Regions from separate parts of the Mus musculus genome. Here region 2 is linked to region 1. A link is a contact called in public HiChIP or PLAC-seq data. All regions are on one chromosome and are shown on one strand. The core of a region is the stretch at or near the end of the contact, and the rest is flanking DNA. Distances in the headings are between cores, read along the strand shown.

Evidence for each region. HiChIP or PLAC-seq counts read pairs in DNA pulled down with a chosen protein or histone mark.
Region 2: an H3K27ac HiChIP or PLAC-seq map of large pre-B cells shows a contact between it and region 1, with 2.5 times the contacts expected there. The contact joins two enhancer-like sites. A contact is called at or near these places in 2 of 115 datasets of contacts at active chromatin or transcription factors (embryonic stem cells and large pre-B cells) and 2 of 9 other capture datasets (adipose tissue and pancreatic islet).

Annotation. Positions count from the first base shown.
Region 1 is chr8:47,050,734-47,053,959 of GRCm38.p6, forward strand. It overlaps Enpp6 (ectonucleotide pyrophosphatase/phosphodiesterase 6), which reads left to right. Exons shown (of 8, transcript NM_177304.4): 3 at 2,851-2,962. Among named protein-coding and RNA genes, the nearest start is that of Gm31231, 31 kb to the right of the region's middle. Within about 2 kb of position 1,873, at least 8 of the 459 cell types and tissues checked have an H3K27ac peak or open chromatin away from gene starts, as enhancers often do.
Region 2 is chr8:47,190,423-47,193,618 of GRCm38.p6, forward strand. It overlaps Stox2 (storkhead box 2), which reads right to left. Exons shown (of 4, transcript NM_001114311.1): 3 at 1,417-3,196. Among named protein-coding and RNA genes, the nearest start is that of Gm51569, 16 kb to the left of the region's middle. Within about 2 kb of position 1,264, at least 29 of the 459 cell types and tissues checked have an H3K27ac peak or open chromatin away from gene starts, as enhancers often do.

The sequences.
Region 1 (3,226 bases), core at 623-3,122:
TAACACAGGTATTGATCCATAGTGGACACTAATAGACACTTGCAGTTTGCTAAGCAACTTTAAAAACGGTTGTGGAGTAGATTAGAATAGAATGAAATAAATCATCATGTGTATTTACTCACAATTTGGTGACACTTTTGTTTCTACTGTGAATGGGCACGTTTATAAGTGAACGTGTGTGTGTGTGATGGGCATGTGTGTAAGCATGTTCACACACACACACACACGCGCGCGCGCGCGCGTGTGTGTGTGTGTGTGTGTGTGTGTGTGTGCATACCTGGAAGCTGGAGAGTGACCTCAGAAGTCTGCCACTATGGCTCTCTACTTGCTTCTTTGAGGCAAGGTCTTTCCAGTTGGACCAAAATCTCAATGGTATGGTTAGTCAGGCTAGCCAGCTTGATCCAGGGCTACCTGGTCTCCACTTCTGAGTACTGTAACAGAAGGCAGGCTGTCATGCTAGTCTGTTAGTTATGTGGGTGCTGGGGACCTGAACTCTGGTCTCCACTCTCGTATGGCAGGACTTTGCTTGCTGATATATCTCTCAGCCCTGCAAAAAGTTCTTAAAAGTACTGTCATCCAGTAAGTCTTAGGCATACATCCTGATTTCTAAATGTACTTGCTTCTATTTCTTATTTAATGAAAACCATGTTAAAAGCCATACATTACAGCAGTGAGGGAAACATTCTTTATTTTCCCCTGACCTAAGTGAAAATGTGTCCCTTGAAGTTGTGAAGTATAGAATTTTCACTGTTGTTAATAACTAGCCTGTCAGGGGAGTTTTCATTTCCCCTGTGCATCAATTTACATAACAGTTTTCTTTCAGATTTTTAAGTGGTTAGGTTTATTTTTAGTTAACGATTATGATTAAATTCCTAATGTTATTACCTGTGGTCAGATTATATTAATTGTACTTGAAACTTCTCTGCTCTTTGAAAACTATTGAGGTTTTATTGATGGACCAGAACATGCTCAGTTTGCCTAACAATTGTATTTAAAAATTCACATCCCATGCTCACAAGATAAGAAATTCAAATCTATTGAATTTACACCATTGATAGTAACCCCCCAATTCTCCATATAGCTCGTTCATTCTATCTGTTGGTTTGTTTAGATCTTTGCTACGGAGCTTCACATAACTCAGGCTAGCTACCAATATTGTATGGCCAATAGACAAGACTTGATTTAACTCCTGATGCTCCTGCTTCAGGCTTCCCAGTACAGGATTGTAGATACCAGTCATCATGACGGACTAGTCATTGTATATCAAACTAATTTCCATTAATGTCAAAGTCTTGTAGTTACATTACCAAGATTCTTCTGTGTGTGCATATACATGACAGGTAAGCAGTACACATTACTATCTAGGTGGAGTCATGGCTCCTTCTGGCTTTGTGTACGGTTGTTTTAAAACTAAACTACTTAGTTTTGTCTCTTAAATCCCAATTCCTTTTTATGCATTTTGATATTTGGTTTTTTAAAAAGAAATTGATGCTTTCTTTTTCTTTTTTTAATGATTTAGTAGTGATTCATGCAGCACCCCTTTTTTTGAAGTCCATATCTTTTATGCTAATGAGTTAGTCTTCCTAGGAGTCCCTCTGATATCTTCTGCATCAATTGGAACCACCCAGCAGATGTGCTCAACCGTGCCTGACTACCTGCTTCCTGGCAAACTCCAGCCTCCCCCATCCCCCCCACCCCCACCCCACCCCCAGTTTATATCCTCTCTTTTACTAACTTCCACTTAGAAGTCATTTTCCCTGAACTGTAGGCAAGAGCCACATCTGGTCTCCCAGAGTCTCTTGGTCTGGCATTTCATGGTTTTCATTGTTTAGAAGTTCTCTGAACTTTAGCTCACATTGATGTCTTTGTCTTGGTACCCAACCCTACCCCAGCCCCTATCTCCATCCCCCACAGCCCTGGCTGTGTCTTTCACACTGTGTCATAGACAGGGATGCAAGCAAGGCTGTCAGGAGGAAAATTCTGCTCCTCATGGAATCCCTATACCATCGAGGAAGTGGGCACCATACATCAGACTTCACACAACACAGGCTTCCCTCTTTCCCATAAGACTAGACTCTGGACTGCTCGAGAAGGAGACACTGGCTGACTCTGGACTGCTCTGAGAAGGAGACACTGGCTGATTCATTGTTGTTTTCTCTGCCTGAACAGTTCATAGTAAATGCCAATAAATATTTGCCTAACAAATGTAAACTGTGACTGGCTCATCCCTCTGCAGCTCTCTGCTCGCATATTCTGAATTACTGTCTCTTCCTCCAGGACAACTACTTCTGCTGGTCTGAGAGTCTGCAGTAGAAAACTTGAGCAGATTCACACCATGTTTTTTATTCTTTTATTTTTGAGAGAGGGAAGGCCAGCTCAAAGCCCTTGCTTTAACTCAGTGAAGTTGGCTTGCTGCTACAACTCTAAAGTTCAGTTGTTCTTTATTACAGGATAGGGGAATATTTGTTTTATATTTCTCTGGATGCAAGATACTACTCAACACATGTCTCTTGAAGACAAGGGAACATTAGACTAGAAGATGGTATTTATGGAAAATCTACAGGAAAAAGTTAAATATTTTGTTATACTAATTAATATTTATCTTGTTTCTATTGTCCAGTTTGGGGATTTCTGTCATGAGACTCCAGTATTACCTTGGAATGGCATTTAAGACACTAATGTAGTGAAGAAGAATTATAATTAAATATACTACTTACCAGGAATAGCTTATTTTAGTTTATGAAAAGGTACAAAAATATTTTGACTGATGTATGTTTTATGGAATAGGTTCTTAGCCCTGATCCAAGTATTGGAGACAATAACTATTTTCCATCTTTTTTTTCTTGTTAGGCTGTGAAGTTGAGATTCTTGGTGTCAGACCAACTTACTGCCTAGAATATAAAACTGTCCCAACAGATATCAACTTTGCGAATGCAGTTAGCGATGCTCTCGACTCATTAAAGTAAGTGTCCCAAATTTCTAGCCAAAACATTATTCCTTGTGTTTTAAGAAATTGTGTGTGTGTGTGTGTGTGTGTGTGTGTGTGTGTACACAGCAGATGTAAGTATCTGCAGAAGACAGAAGAGAGAGTTAGGTCCTATGTAGCCACAGACCGAAGTTGTAGGCAGTTGTGAGTCACCTGACATAGGTTCTGTGAAGCAAACTCTATAAAGAGCAGCAGCAAAGACTCTTGTTTTGTTTTGTTTTTCAAGACAATGTTTCTGGC
Region 2 (3,196 bases), core at 14-2,513, 140 kb after region 1:
TGTGGGAGAGAAAAATATATTTAGCAAAATATTTTCTTTAAAAAGACCAGAGTCACTGCTCCCGGCGTTTTTCTCAAGGATCCTTAAGGTACCAGGGCGGACCTGGACTCCTGGACTCCCAAGCAGTTTGCCAGAGTTCCAACTCTGATAGATGTCTGTCAGATGTTAGAATGTCTATTTATGTGTTAGCCTGGAAAACAAGGCTATGTGACCAAAATAATAACAAATCAAGAGCTGGTTCTTTAAGAAATAGCAAATGTCTGATTGTGGAATTAACATTATAGTAACTCCCCACGTCTGACTTTGGGGTAATGTGTCCCCGAGATACCCGGAAATAGGGTGAAATGATCACGACTAAGTTCATTATAATTCTTAATAACACAAATGAACGAATGAAGTACCAATGTGGGTACTTATTGTGATTATAAATTGTATGAGGTCTTGGGAAACGGAGATGAGGATGTATACATCTCTCAGGAGCATTTCTGCATCTTAGAGTCACCAATCTGGAGCAGGATTCAGAAGCAAGATTTAGATCCCAAGTTGCTGTTTAATGAGAAGAAAGAGTGATGGAGCAAAACAGGAAGCGTGACATCTGGGTGTGTGTGTGTGTGTGTGTGTGTTCGTGTGCGTGTGCGCATGCATGTGTGTGTCACCCCTAAGCAATGGCAATGCATGGGAGGGCACCATTGGGCTTTATACACTCAGAACTATCAGCACCGCTGAACTATCAGGACACTAAAGGGCGGTGGCCACTCAGTATCAGTTCTACAGGTCGGGGGCGGGGGGTGGGGGGGATAAAAGTCAGGCAGCTGTTGTGATCTAAAAGAGTGGAGGCCCCTAACTTGTGAAAGGAACAAGCTTCCACGTCTCTGTCCACATAAAGGTGGGAGAAGAAGACATCTAAGCAAGGAGCACAGCATAGGAATTGAAGTGGCATCGAACTTCTGGATCCTTTGGAAAGACTCTAAAATCCACTACTATCTCCACAGTAAAGGGGGCAGCCATTATCCTGGCACCAAACTGCTCTCTACCACTTTCCTCGCACTGACTATATTCATCATACTCAGAACATTACTTTTTTTTTTTTTTTTGAAGGACTTAAAAAAATCCCTTCTCCTGGTTGTCAATACAAATAGAAGAAAACCATTGGGATGTGTTGGTCTCAGATCAGACTCTGATGCAATCTTTAGGGAAGGAACCAACCCACCAGTCCAGATTAGTGATCTCTACAGCTGCAGAAACATTTTTTTGGTTTCAATTCCTGAAAAAGAAGTTAGAAAACAGGCTGTTAACAACACAGGTCACACAACTCACAGCCCTCGTTCACAGTCCCAGACTGTGAAGCCAGCTCTCTGGCATAAAGCCCCGGGCCCTGGCGGGTGTATGTGTATACAGGAGGCCAGCTCTCCCTACCGTGGGGAGTTGAATCCACTGTCCACCGTGATGCTGCTGCTATCCATGCTGTCCAGCCGGGCTGAGTGGGTGGCTCTCTGGTTGCTGCTGCTATCAGTTTCTTTTGGGGTGAGGAGGGTGAGGTTTTTCTCAAACTTCCTCTGCAAGTCTCTTTCCTTCTCCCTCTCCAGGAGCCACTGCATGGTGCCCACATCATCTCTGTTTTTCTCCTCCTCCGCGTTTTTGTTGGCCCCCTCCTCGGAGTCGTCGTCATCAGAGACGTTGTAATAGTCAAAAGAAGCCTCCTGGTTCCCTCCAGGCTCCTGCTGACGTTGGGATGGAGGCATGGCTTGGGCCGCGGATGTCCCAAGGGAAGGTTCCAGTTTCTCACAACGGCCTGGCAGTGTGTCAACGGGTGACTTTGGGTGAGACTTGAGGAGGGACAAGCTAGATTTGTGATAGCTGTTTACAGACAGGGTGCTGTGTAGAGGTTTGAACAGTGTGTCTTTGCTGAATATTTCTTTCCTTTTGTCCAGGCTGCTGGGTTCTGCGCTATGATGTTGGACAAGGCGGCCATTGGCTAACCCCTCTGCCACACCACCAGAGGCTGCAGGGCCCCCTCCTGGCCCTTTCGGTGACTCCTCCTTGTGCCCAACAGGTTCCCTGGAAGAATGGGGGGTCTGCCTCTCAGATGGAGACAGCTTTTTTACCCCCTCCACCAAGGTCAAAGTGTCATGGTCCTCCTTATTCTTCCCTAAAGGGGACGGTGCTGTGAGTACGGTCTCACTCGAGGTGTTGCACTGAAAATAGTCATCCACAGCTGTTTTAGCCGGGCAAGGGCTGAGTTCCCCATAGGACGGCATACTCTCAGGGGTTTTGCCTGGCTCCAGAAGGCTACAAGCACTAGAAGGTTCCTTGCTGCCACCAACTATTTCTGGAATGCATACCTCTTTGTAGCTGGCAGAAGGAATATGAGCCCTTTGATGACCAATCGTTTGCGCAGGCCTTAAAGTACTGTCATCAATGTATGATTGGCTCGGTGTTTGGTCATCTTGGCTGCAGCCTTCAGCCAGGTCTTCCGGAGTCCCGAGTGAAGAAGCGCCCAGGGGACCTTTGGAGTTATCCATAGACCTGGATCTCTCCTTGGCCTTGTTGGACCTCTCATTCCTGGATCTCCGGTCCTGGGTATGGCTGTGGCTTCGGTGCACTTTGGAGTGGGAGCTTCCCCTGGAGGGTTCGGGAAAGGGCATCTCCGTTCTCCTTTTGGCCAGTTCGCCAGACACATCCCATTCTGGCGTCATGGGGAAATGGGACTCGATCACGTTCGTGTTGCTATGCATGATGAAGTTGTCCCCTTTGTGTTCAATGATGAAGCAGCCCTCTCTGGGGGCCCTGGTTAGAGGGTCGCAAAATTCATACTCCCTCTCACCGGGGATATCCAGATGCGAGCCATCCGAAGGATCTCCTTTGGACACTCGCGTCTTGCTGTGTGACCGAGACTTCCCGTGGGACTTGCGGTGAGTCCGGCTCTTTTTACTCCTTCCACTGTGGTGGGCGGAGGACCCGGCTTTGCTCCGGTGAGCTTTTTCTTCTTCAAGTTTCTTCATCAGGGCAGTGTGCCTCATGACATTTTCCACCGTCAAGTCTGGGTTGATCCGCCGGATGATCTCCATCTCCACTTCCCGAGGGATGGTCGTGGGCGTGTCCTCGTCTCGCAGAGGCCACTCCTCGGGAGGAAACTGGGCAGAGAAATTGGCCAGCTGTTTGGTCTTGTCTTTCTTAAAACTCAGCCGGAATAACT